Regions from separate parts of the Rattus norvegicus genome. Here regions 1 and 3 are each linked to region 2. A link is a contact called in public Hi-C data. All regions are on one chromosome and are shown on one strand. The core of a region is the stretch at or near the end of the contact, and the rest is flanking DNA. Distances in the headings are between cores, read along the strand shown. Region 1 overlaps LOC102554307 (a long non-coding RNA gene). Region 2 has its middle 68 kb from the start of Ankrd55. Region 3 overlaps LOC102554307 (a long non-coding RNA gene).

Region 1 (4,253 bases), core at 1,487-3,986, 150 kb after region 2:
GGTTTTGAGAAGATGAACTTTAAAGGAGGCTTTCTGGATCATACCCTACTGTTCTTTAGGTTCCTCGTGGCCTTGAACACGTTACTCTCAGTTTCTATACAATGGACTTTCTCAGTAGACTCAAGAAGTCATATTGCAAGTCTCAACTGAGAAAATGTATGTACAGTGCACAAGCTTCCTAATTATCTTATCTATTAATGACAGAATGAGATCCATGAAGAATGCTCTTGGGTTCCTGGGAATCCATAAGGGATGAATGAGCACACGGATTCCAACAATCACTTTATATCTAATGTTCCTTGAGCAGTGTTTCTCAACCCGTGTTTCTAGACCCCCATTGGGTCTTTTGGTCTACATTTTACTGTGCTCCTCTTTACTTGTTTATAGTCCCAGTTTTCTAGACTGCCTGCTGGACAGAAAATTATCCTTTAATTATTGGATCCCTAAAGTCACTTCTTCTGTCTGCCGTACACAGTCTTTATTGACTAAGTGAAAATTGAAACCATAAATTAATAAGCAAAGGGACATGGAAGCCAGAGAAAACTCTGTGGAAGCAAGGCTCTGCTTGTTTGTTTTAAGCAAAGGCAAGTATTTCTTACACACACTATGTCTAGAGAAACAGCGCCGTTCCTGTTTCTTTTGAACCGTCCCACCTTTTCTGACATGTCCATGGGGAATGCCAAGTCACACGTTCATTTCCCCAGAGTTATTTAGGAGTCTACTCAGCATGGGCTGCTCTAACACAGGGCTTTGGACTGGGTGGTACAAATAAAAGACATTTACTTCTTATGCTCAGGCAAATGGCAAGCTAAGACTTGGGCACAGGTCAGTGTAGGTCCTGGTGAAGGGCCAGTGCCTTGCATGCTGATAACTGTCTTAGCTGTGTGTTCACTCAATAGGAAAGAAGGGTACTATGGTGCCTCTTCCTTTCTGTATGTGAACACTGATCTCATCATGGGGTCCCCACCTATGTGACCTCATCCAAATAGAATCACCTCCCAAAGAGCTCACCCACAAGTGTCATCACACTGGGGGATAGCCTACAGATTTTGGAGACACGCAAGACTATAAAAAAAGATTGACTGGATTAAACAACACAGCCGATGTTCAAGTTCCCTTTGGTTAGAGAACTGATTCTCAGCCTGTGGGTCATGACCCCTTGGGCAACCCTCTATCTCTGAAATTTTACATAACAATAGGAAAATTACAGTTATAAAGTAGCAATAAAAATCATTTTACTGTTAGGGGTCACTACGACATGAGAAGCTTTATGAAAGGATTGCAATATCTTGAAGGTTGAGAACCACTGGTCTAGGAGGAGTCCATGTCAAATTTTCCTGCTTTGGTCTGCACATCTGGGAGCTAGGCAGTTCAGAGTAGAGAAGCAAGAGAGAGGCAACAACTTCGTAAATGAGCGTCACGCTATGGGAAGCACTAGGTCTTTGTGGGAACAGGGGTCTGAGTTTCCTAAAAGAAGAAGCAAGTCTGACAGGGAACCAGTGCAGTTCTAGAAGGTGCCCTCCGTGTTAGGAACCCTATTAGCTTGTAGACTTCTTAAGTTATTCCAACAACCAACTTAAAAGAAATCATCTTCATCAGCTTATGGATTAATTGATGTCCATTATCCCAAAGGGAAACTGTTCAAATAACTTTTAGGGTTCACTCAAATGAATCTGAGCTCCCACTGACTGTCCTAGTCACACAATTTGTGAAGCACAATGCAGCTTTGAGAAGAAAGAAAGAGACAAACAAACATTAAGCATTTCAAGACCTTGGCTGGCGAATACTCAGTCAGGTGTTGGTCCCTTTCAGAGGGCATCCTCTGCCCATCCACCGTGCCTAGCAACGTTTAGCAAACAAGCACCACAACACTAGGAACCCCAAGTCCCTTCTGGGTCATGTAACTGCTTCAGCTACAAAAGCAGTCATTATTGACACCACTGGGTTTCCCCCAAATTGCCACAGTCTGTAGTGGTCTCCATTGAATGAACAATTTCCACTAATGTTTTCTCCTTTCAAGTTTTGTCCATAAATCAGTTAGCTCAAAGCAAACAAAATAAACAAAAACTAACCAACCAACCAAACACACAAACCAAAAAAAAACCAAACCAAAACAAACAAAAAAAAAAAAACAAAAACAAAAACAAAAAAAACCCCTAAATTGTTGCACTGCAGTAAATCTGATGGTTTGCAGACTTGGTGCAGCACCGCTGTTTATTGGTGTGTATACGTTGGAAAGTGGGCAGGTAGAAACACCATGCCCCAAAGCCAAAGAAACTAACCTCACAACCAGGGCAAGCCGCTTAGTAGACGGCACGCCCCCTTATGTCCCTGCCTCCGTTGACAAGTAAATTGCTTTCCAAACATTCCCTGGAAAACTGCATAAACTGAAAATGGCTGTAGTTGTGGAGAGACTGGAAGAAGCTGAGATGACAGGCAGCTGGGGAGGAATCTCGCTCTAGCTTTCTTTTTCTAGTGGATCATTTGATAAGAAAGTCAGATCGCAAAGGCCTCACAATGGCCTATTTATCACAAACCGGGCAGCCAGAGCTGGGAATCACGGGGGTGGCAGCCATCCCCGGAAAACCACGGTGCTCCGACACAGGAAAGCCGGCTGATAAGCGATCTGCAGACAACGCTCCTTCCTTCCTGGGAAGCTGTCACACAGGCAGTGGACTGACCCCGGGCGACGGTGCAGCTCCCTGAGCAGTGGGATGGGGAGTGGGGAATCTCTCCGGGGGTAGAGTAGACTATTGAACCAGATTGGCACAGCTCAGCCCCGCCCTGATCCTGCACTCCGGCAAACAGGGAGGGACAGGCGGTGGGGTGTTGGGGGGGTGGGGGTGGGGGTTGCACTCCGGCCTGCACCATACTCTAGGTTGTGATGGGAACCGACTGGCACAGCCCTTTCTGAAAGTCCCCCGGGGTGGCTCCTCCCTGCTGGATTTCGGTCAAAAGCAAAAAGAGACACAGACGTTTGTCGCCCTACTAAACCCTTAGAGCTTTGAGTTACGTTCCAGGCACAAAGACTTAACCTCTTTGGCAGGGTGGCCCATTAACAAATACAGAGCCAGTCCTGAAATGTGGCCCCTAACTTCCTAAGACCGGTATTATTTATGCAGACAATTAAAAGAATTGGAGGCCGCCATCCCTAGGTTCTAAGATGCCCAGACTCCCCAGGGAGCACTGGGTTTTGCAGAATTGGTGCAGCAGCTGTTCCCCCCGCTGCTGCTCTATGACAAGATATGTACTTTCATTTATCCAATCCCCGAAATGCTTGGTTTAGAGCCTGAGAGAGCCGGAGACTGGCTGTCTATAGAGGGAAAGGTCTGGGAAGGCCAGGCCACAGAGGGAGCTGTGAACTATGCTTGCAAGCCTGTAGGGCAGGGCAAGAGGGAATGGGGTCTCCAGGCCACAGAGGGGGCTGGTCAGCTGGGAGCTAGGATGTCCTTCATCTCTTTTCCAAATTGTACACAAGTCCCACAAAGTCGAAAAGGGGTGGGGGAGGTCAGGTCAGAGCTTGAGTGTGTGTTCTGCTGCTCCAGGCATTGCAGTCAGGAATCTACTGATTCCTGTGGCAGGCAGCTAAAAGCAACCAAAGTTCTTCTTCCAGGCTATGTGTATCTCTCTCTCTCTCTCTCTCTCTCTCTCTCTCTCTCTCTCTCTCTCTCTCTCTCTGTCTCTCTGTCTCTGTCTCTCTCTCTGTCTCTCTCTCTGTCTCTCTCTCTGTATATATGTGTGTGTATATGTGTGTATAATGTGTTGTGTGTAACTCTGTGTGCCTGTGAATGTATATCTGTGTGTATCTGTGAGAGAGATGAACACAGAAATACACACACAGATATACACTCACAGATATACACAGATACACACACACACACACAGAGAGAGAGAGAGAGAGAGAGAGAAGAACACAGAAATACACACATATACACACTCACAGATACACACAGAGATATACACAAAGACATACACAGGTAGACACACAATACAGACACACACACACACACACACACACACACACACACACACACACACACCTCACCCTCATCATCACTATCTCCAAACGTACTATTCTGCCTTTAGCAGCAGGGGCAGAACTGGGAAGGAATTTCTTCTGCCACCTGCAGGGCAGTGACTTGACAAACAGAGAAAGATATTCCACCCTAAGGGCACAAGGTCCTCCAATTGATTATTCTATAGACAAGGACAAAGTTGACCCTTGACCCAAAGGAACAAAGAAATTATGTGAT
Region 2 (3,883 bases), core at 903-3,402:
TGCTCCAGGAGACTGCATGAGTTCATTGAAAGAGAGGCCCAGACCCCTGTACCTCTTCATCAATCAGTCCTTGGAGGCTGGCTGTCCCAGTAAGAGACATTTCCCCGAGGGACAGAGTTCCCTTTGGTCAAGTACAACTCCCAGGGAGGACTTAGTTCTGAGTCACCAGCATTCCTTCAGCTGTGGAGAGAGTAGCTTGTCCCAGAGCAGGGGTGAGGGTAGTGTCCCCGAGGCACCAGCCAGTTCTACTCACCTATTAATGGGTTCTTAACTCTATAATATGGTGACGATCATTGAGAAAATGGGCAAAGGAACAAATGGATGAATGGAATCTTTTTAGAAAGGTTGGTAGGCAGGAACAGGATGTAGCAACTGTTGTCAGTGGGCAAACAGAATAACTACTGTGCGGTTAGAAAATGGGCCAACCCTTGAAATAAACTTGAGTCTGTTCAGTATGGTAAGTAAAAGTCAAAACTTGACACGGGGTGTAATAGCAGCTCGGGAGCAAGATTGGCTAGGGTGTATGGCTTATGATATGCTTATGGCTTGCATCACAAGGAGCATTGTCATCTCCTACACCGATGCTGAACACCATGGTTCATTTTCGGAGGCCTGAGCCAGGTCCAGGGTTAAAGAAAGCACCCTGCTAGTGCAAGAGACAACTGGCCTCCTCCCTCGACAGAACCTTTAACAAGCCTCTTTCTCACATCTGTTGACTCAACCCAGACCAGAGAATTCTTTGAAAGACAGCGAGGCTGTAAATCAGCAGGTCCCGTGAAGATGCATTCCAGGGTCCGGGAGGGAAAAAAAGCTGCACACAAAAAGCCCCTCTTCTAAGTTTTCAGGAATGCTGTGAGTGGCCTTGGAGGTCTCGGGGTTAGACTGCAGGGCTGGGAATGGAAAGGATCCAGAAGAGGGGCGCGGTGAGGCAGTAGCAGGAGCAGCCAAGCAGGCCTCTAAGAATGATGAGTTTCCCGGAGCAGAGCCGTGCCTAGTGGATGCGGCGCACTTGGTGAATGGGGTGAGTGACTCTATCTCAGGCTCTGACTCCCTGGCTGTGTGGAAGACGGTTCATGCTGCCCATACTCTCTTTAAGAAGTCTGGTTCGATCACACGTGGACTCTGGGTGTGAGTGAACCTTGAAGCCCTTGGGTTTAAAAGCATTCAAACGGATACCTGTGTCTGGAAATAGAAGTGGGACCAATGGGGAAGAAGGAAGGGGGACGGGATGGGGGAGGGGAGGACAAAAAGAGAAAGTGACGAACCAAGGCATGACACGAGCCTGTATGCAAATGCTTCAGTGCAGCCTATTAAGTTGTACAGTTAACTGTGTTCACCATAAAACATTAGCGGAGATTCTGAAGCTGTGGAAAAGGAGAGAAACAAAAACGTCCTGCACAGCAAAGGAAACTCTCCAGCTCCCAGGCTAATGTCAGCGCTGGTGCTGAGCAGGGCTTGCTAAGTCAGGTGATTCTTACGTGGGTGCCACACCCTTTGGGATTTTCAGGGGGTATTGGAACACTTCTGTGCCTGCGGAGCCTCAGAATACGTATCTTCCAGAGCTTTCCAAAACACACAGCTCTCCCAATGGGGTGGGCTGAAGGAGAAGAGGAGAAGGCAGAGGCTTACATGTCCCTGGGGCAGAGCATCCCTTGAGGCCCTCAGGAAGCATAACGAGGTGGGTTCCAATCAGTTGCTCGCCCACCTACATCAGTGGTTTGATGTGGTACAAGGAATGCCAGGATCTCACTCAGAAGGTGAGAGTCAAAATTCTAGCCTTCATAATACCTGCAAGATCTGTAAACGAAGTTGGATGGGTCCCACCTACACTCCAGGTACGACGGACAAGTAGATTTGTACCAGAGCAGCACTCCTTCCCCTCTCTCCATCAGTCTCTTCCTCTTCTCTTCCTTTACCACTTCCCTTCTGTGTATGTCAGCCCAGCTAGCTGGAAGAGAACCCAAGCAAAGCCTATAGCCCAGTGGTCTGACACCCATAGAGGACCAGGGTTGCTGGCAGACATGTAGGCTGTATTCAAACCTCCTCGTCCCAGAGCAATGGCCGCTTGCCACTGACCAGTATCACCATGGACAAATACTATTTATTCAACTAGGATGCCAAGCATTTTCAATTCCTGACTCATCTCGGGAAGAAGAATTCTGAAAAATGGGGCAGGGGGGTGAGTGGGGAATGAACGGGAATAAACCCAGAGAAGGCAAGAAGGTCATTGTTGTGTGGAATTGTGTTTTAAACTGAACCAGGCATTCCAGCTCACATATGGTCTCTGGGTCTCTGCAGTGCAGTCACCTCAGGAAAAGAGCTTCAAAACCTGTCATCTCGGGGTTGGGGATTTAGCTCAGTGGTAGAGCGCTTGCTGCCCTGGGTTCGGTCCCCAGCTCCGAAAAAAAGAAAAAAGGAAAAGAAAAACCTGTCATCTCTAGGGACCATCAAACCTGAAGCATGTCTAAAATCCGTGTCTTCATTAAACCCAGCGATATTATGGTCAGACTTTGGGTTAAATTTGGGTGGTTGTGTTTAGATCGGCTGGAATTTAGACCTACATGACAACCAGGAACAAGAACTGGATCCCCTCTTTCTCCTCTTTACCCCATGTCTCCACACTAGGCTCCAACAGCTTGGCCGGAGCTTCACAGAAGCATTTCTTTTTGGCCTGCTGAGGCCTTCTCTGCTTCTTGTGAGCTGAGTCTGACTAAGGAGATCCTGACTCAGCCTGGGAATCAAGAGGTTGTGTCTCATGTTGTGACATTCCTGCTGTCCCTGCACAGATTTATGTTATCTTCTCCTCCCAGTCCTCTTTCCCCAACCACACACAGGGCCTTTTGTGCTTCTTATACCCTCTGCCATGGTAGCAAGGCCCTCTGTCTCACCTTCTGTCTTCCTTCCTTCCCCACATTCTTGCTTCTTCTTCTGAGTCTCTCACTTAGGCTATACCATAAGGGTTTCCTCCCCTGTGGTGCCATAAGAAACTCTTGATAGCAGCTTATCTTGTAGTGATGCAGACTCAACCAGGGAAGTGGACAGGGCCATAGTCCTGAAAATCGAGGAAGTCTGAGTGAAAGGGAGTTAACTGAAGCCAGTGTCACTAATTAGTGGTAACTCAACTGTGGGATAGCAAATTCATAGGCAACGTGTGCTTAACCTTTCAAGCATTCTTCTGAGAGATTTCTCCCATCTAATGGATGAGTTAACTGAAGCTCAGAGAAGACAAGCGGCTAAGCTTGAGGTCCTGTTGGCACCTGACAGCACTGGGTCCTGGGTCTGTTGACTCTGGGTCCCACTCTCCTCTGCATTCTGGCCTCTGGCCTCTCTCCTCTGCCCACTGAGGACTCTATTGCCATCTTCACACTTATCCTTAGCTAAGCCAACTCCATCTTGGTTCTAAGCAAACTCTGATGTGCTGGTCCATACATTTTGGTTGAAGAAACTTGATTGAAGTGTCAGGATAATTTATGGTGCTGATGGGACTCAGGTGCTGACAACGTGACTTGAGTTGAAAGATGCTATGCTTTATACATGCTTTGGGTTGGGAGGGAATTGCAGGCACAAGGGAACAGTTCAAGGTTGCTGGTCCTGAATATTCAGGCAAGATGAGAGGAGGACCTGGACGATGATTTCAGTGAAAGGAGAGACTCAGGTAGGAGAGTTCTTGTTTTAGGATTGGGAAAATATTAAATTTCTTTAGCTTGTCCTTTTTTAAATAAAGAAATCCTGCACGTGATTAATTACCTATAAAATATTTATAAAACAGAAACACATAAAACAAGAGCAGATAGTTAGACTTACGGGGACTTGGCCCTGCCTTACTCTCCATGACTCATTATTTACTAAGTCAGTGTTCACACTGCTGCCCTAACAACCAAGA
Region 3 (4,255 bases), core at 1,315-3,814, 170 kb after region 2:
CCTTCCCTCCTGGCAGGTAATGTGGGCTTCCATGGCATTCTTTCAGCTTCCTCCGATCTCCAGCTGAGCTTCCCGTTGGGAGGAGGGATACAAAAGGCGTTATCCTGGAAGAACTGGTTTTCCCATCTCTTTTCATAACTCCATTTCCTCTTCGGAAGACCATGTGTTTTCCTTAATTTGGTTCAGTTCTCCATGCTGCTGTCACCCCATCTTTACCCTTTGCCTCCAGCCCAAGCCGGAGCATCATTCGGCTTCTCAACCAGCGATACCAGTGCTTAATTTCCACCGTTAAAAAACAAACAAACAAACAAAAAAAACAAAAAAAAATGAATTTCCTCTTCTGAGTCTTCCAGCTCAAGGACCCTCTCCTTTGTCCGAGTGCCACAGACAGTAGGATGCCCGAGAAGACAATGTAACAGCTCTCTCAAGCCTTTCTTCCGGCTTCACTCACTAGCTTCTAGGTGTTTCTCCCATTTCCTGTTTTCTGGGGGTGCATGTGTGTTCGCTGTAACATAGACTCAGATAGCCAGGCATTAAAGGTACAATAGGCAGAAGGTCTCGAATATCAGGATAGAGGAAATTGTATAGAGAACTGTGAGATGGTAGGAAGGCAGAGACACGAGAAGAGCTACCGTTAGATTTTGTGTTCCAAAGAATCTAGAACTCCTAAGAGAGAATACGAAGAGTATAAGGGCAGCTGCGTCTCGAAGCATCAGAGGAAAGACTTGACTTTTATTAAACCAGTGCCAGGTGAACGCACAGTGTCTGCCCTCGTCCCTACTGGAAGCCTTACAGGACAACAACGCCAACAGGAAGCAGAGAAGCTGGCTGGGACACGGCTGTGAAGAAAAGTCTCAGACAACTAAAGTAAAAGTCTCCTGCATTTACCAATTGCAAAAAGACCATGCAGCTCTGGGAAACACAGGCTGGAGCCCCCTCAGGTAAGGATCCTAATGAAGAGGTTTTCACTGGCTGTGCTCACGAGGCTGCTCGAGAGATCAGTGTGACCCAAACGCCCAGTCAGGTCCAGAAATTCAAAGTCAGAACCGGAAGTCCAAGGTGAGGCCCAGTGCGTCTCACCTTGGGGAGAGTACACACTGCTTCAGACTTGTTTCCCCCTCTCTCTGAGCAGTCTCGATGCTGTTTCTTTTCTGATTGTTTGTTTTGTTTTGTTTGTGGAGACGGGGTTTCTCTGTGTAGCCCTGACTGTCCTGGAACTCATTCTGTAGACCAGGTTAGTCTCACAGAGATGCGCCTGCCTCTGCCTCCCAACTGCTAGAATTAAAGGTGTGTGTCACCACCACCCAGCTCAACTCTGCTTATCTAAATGGCTGAATATCTTGATTATCTAAGGATTTTTTGCATTTTAAGCCCACTCCCACACACCAAAAGATGCAACTGGGAAGAAAAGGTGACTTTTGTGTGTCACCAATATTGAGTGTGTAGATTTTTTTTTGAAAGCTTCAACACTGAATCTTCTTAGTCTTTCCAATCATCTAGCGAGGAAGGGAGTGGGGAAAGGAATGGGCCTTCAGAGTCCTGGACTGTGATCCTTGAAGAGCTTCAGGGTGTGTCTTAGTTAAGGTGTCTATAACTGTAACAAAACATCATGACCAAAAAGCAAGTTGGGGAGGAAAGGGTTTATTCAGCTTACACTTTCCACATTGCTGTTCATCACCAAAGGAAGTCAGGACTGGAACTCAGCGGAGCAGGAACCTGGATGCAGGAGCTGATGTGGAGGCCAGGGAGGGGTTATCTGCTTACTGACTGGCTTCCCCTGGCTTCCTCAATCTGCTTTCTAGTAGAGTTCAGGACCATCAGCCTAGGGACAGTACCACCTACAATGGGCTCACCGTTGATCACTAAATGAGAAAATGCCTTATAGCTGGATTCCATGGATGCACTTCCCTCTCTGATGACTCCGGTTTGTGCCAAGTTGACACAAGCCAGTCAGTATAGGGCATAAGGGGTAGGAAGAAAGGAGTCACATTACTCCATGTTAGCCAAGGCTCCCCCTTGAAAGCATCTTAGGACTCTCCCTCCCCTCCTGGCACTCAGGTGTCCTCTACACAGGATTAACACATGAATCTTCTCATTCGTAGTAAAACAACCATGTGCCCTGTGCCCTGTGCCCTGTGCCCTGCACATAGTAAGAATAGAAACAACTTTGTTGGAGAAATTACTTAGTAAAGATGGTATAAAGAAAGGAAAAGAATTAATTTCTCAGAGCCTGCAAAGTGGGAGAGGAAATCAGCATGACTGGGTCGGGTATCCATGAGATTCCAGGATCCCTTCTAATTCAACACATCAGACTTCAGCTCTTCCTTAGTAATGGGCATCCTTTCATACCAGCTCTTTAAACGGTTCACCAGCACCCATCCTGAGCCCAGGCCTATGCCCTTGGTAGGACACAGGAGTCAAGCCTTTTCTCAAATGCATTCGTGTACCAAGTCCACAGCTCGGCTTCATCTTCATCTTGGCCCAAAATATCTGGAGAATGTGTGGTCACCAGCCTGAGAGCTAACCAACGTCTTAGTCACTCCACCAGACAGCAAAGTCCACAGTCCATAAACTTTAATATGTTTCCCTCCAGCATCAAGTCCACACTGGGGAATTCCAGCACTAGGCACTCCATTAACTCACTTAAAAACAGTTGCCCTCCCTAAGGATTGTTTTCCAGGGCACTGGAAAGAGACTATACTCATCCTACAGTGTCTATTTGTGTCTAAATATAGACACAAATGAGTACTGAACCCTTGAGGCTGATAACAATATTTTGGATGACTCTTTTCAAGACACTATCAGCAGGAAAATCTAACAGGCTGCTCATTTGGGGTGAGGAGTAGGGCAGGAAGGGAGTGGGTGTAACTGGGAGTGCCAGAGGTTTGAGAACATAGCCAAGTCCCAAAGCCAGAGACATCATTTGACCCTTTTTCTGTTCTGAAGACCCTGGTCGACTTCTAATAAGGTCTGTTCTTATTATGAAAGGAAATCACTCCTGATCTTTTAGGGGAATATTTTTATAAATTAGGTCAAACCATCAGCCTGGGTGATTTGAAAACTTGAAGTATTTCTATGACTTTTGAAAATACATAGGTAGAGACTATATTAAAATACAAGACCCGAGTCTTGAACTAAGGGTTACTCAGGACCAAGTGGGGAAAAGGAGATATTTCCCTTTTGGTTACCTATTTATTATTGGTGTTGACCTGAGCCATCTTTTGTGAGTGGATTAGCCTTGTTAATTGCAGAGACTGCTACATAAGGAAGCCATTCTCATAGTCTGAGTCTAGGATAAAAATCAAGAATTGGGGAAGGGGCTGGGTGACAGTGGTGCACACTTCTAATCCCAGCATGTGGGAGGCCAAGGCAGGCAGATACCTGGGAGTTTGAAGTCAGTCTGATCTATAGAGAGTCCAAGAACAGCAGAGGCTACACAGAGAAACCCTGCCTGGAAAAACAAAACAAAACAAAACAAAACAAAACAAAACAAAACAAAACAAATGAGGAAGAAAAAGCTGTTTGTAAGCACAAGCCACAGCCATTAACCTTATCTGTTCCTCTCTACCTCTTGTCCCAGGGAGAAAGTCACAGAGGCTCTGAGCAAACTGACTGGCTCATGATGTCCAAAGACACCTAGAAAGCAATAACTAGAGATATCCCATGAGAGTGTGGATGGTTGCATGTGTCCTGTGAATGAAATGGGGTTGGTCGACTGCTACAGTAGGAATCTACAAACTGTTCCTCCACACATCCAAGTTTTAGATGCTTGATCCCCAGGCAGTAGCGCTGTTTTGGGCAGCTCCATAACCTTTGGGTGACAGAATCTAGTTGGAAGAAGTAGGTCACTAAGGACAGGTCCTTGTGATCTGCCTGCTTCCTATGTTGCCCTGCTTCCTGATCAGCCATGACACGAAGGGCTATCCTCAGTCAGATGTTCCTTCTGCTATGACACTGCACATAGGAACAACTCCTCATGGACTGAACCATCTGAATCATTGGTCCACATACATCTTTCTGGTTTCTGTCAAGTATTTTGGTCATAGTGATGGAAGCGTTGACCTTACAAAGTGGAGGTCCATGTAGGGTCCTAGGGTGGGACCAGGGAATGAGTGTGGAGGCACATTGTGCCATTGAGGAAATGAGTACCTTGTCCTAGTTTCCACTCCTCTCTTTCCAAGTACGCCCAGTGGGCTGGGTGACTTTGGAATGTGCATTCCAATACTAAGGTTCTGACTAGTCAGAGAGGTCCCCA

The links. Hi-C and Micro-C count contacts between places; a contact is called where the count stands out from the background.
Region 1: a Hi-C map of Schwann cells shows a contact between it and region 2, with 6 times the contacts expected there. The contact joins two enhancer-like sites. A contact is called at or near these places in 4 of 12 Hi-C or Micro-C datasets (the A7r5 cell line, Schwann cells, kidney and 1 more).
Region 3: a Hi-C map of the A7r5 cell line shows a contact between it and region 2, with 4 times the contacts expected there. The contact joins two enhancer-like sites. A contact is called at or near these places in 2 of 12 Hi-C or Micro-C datasets (the A7r5 cell line and mammary epithelial cells).

Annotation. Positions count from the first base shown.
Region 1 is chr2:45,426,629-45,430,881 of GRCr8, reverse strand. It overlaps LOC102554307 (a long non-coding RNA gene), which reads right to left. Exons shown (of 3, transcript XR_005500645.2): 3 at 2,927-4,253. Among named protein-coding and RNA genes, the nearest start is that of Ankrd55, 220 kb to the left of the region's middle. Within about 2 kb of position 2,736, at least 26 of the 93 cell types and tissues checked have an H3K27ac peak or open chromatin away from gene starts, as enhancers often do. A contact at or near this core is called in Schwann cells, where this site is marked.
Region 2 is chr2:45,578,085-45,581,967 of GRCr8, reverse strand. No RefSeq gene overlaps it. Among named protein-coding and RNA genes, the nearest start is that of Ankrd55, 68 kb to the left of the region's middle. Within about 2 kb of position 2,152, at least 5 of the 93 cell types and tissues checked have an H3K27ac peak or open chromatin away from gene starts, as enhancers often do. A contact at or near this core is called in the A7r5 cell line and Schwann cells, where this site is marked.
Region 3 is chr2:45,407,085-45,411,339 of GRCr8, reverse strand. The region is part of intron 1 of LOC102554307 (a long non-coding RNA gene); the gene reads right to left. Among named protein-coding and RNA genes, the nearest start is that of Ankrd55, 240 kb to the left of the region's middle. Within about 2 kb of position 2,564, at least 6 of the 93 cell types and tissues checked have an H3K27ac peak or open chromatin away from gene starts, as enhancers often do. A contact at or near this core is called in the A7r5 cell line, where this site is marked.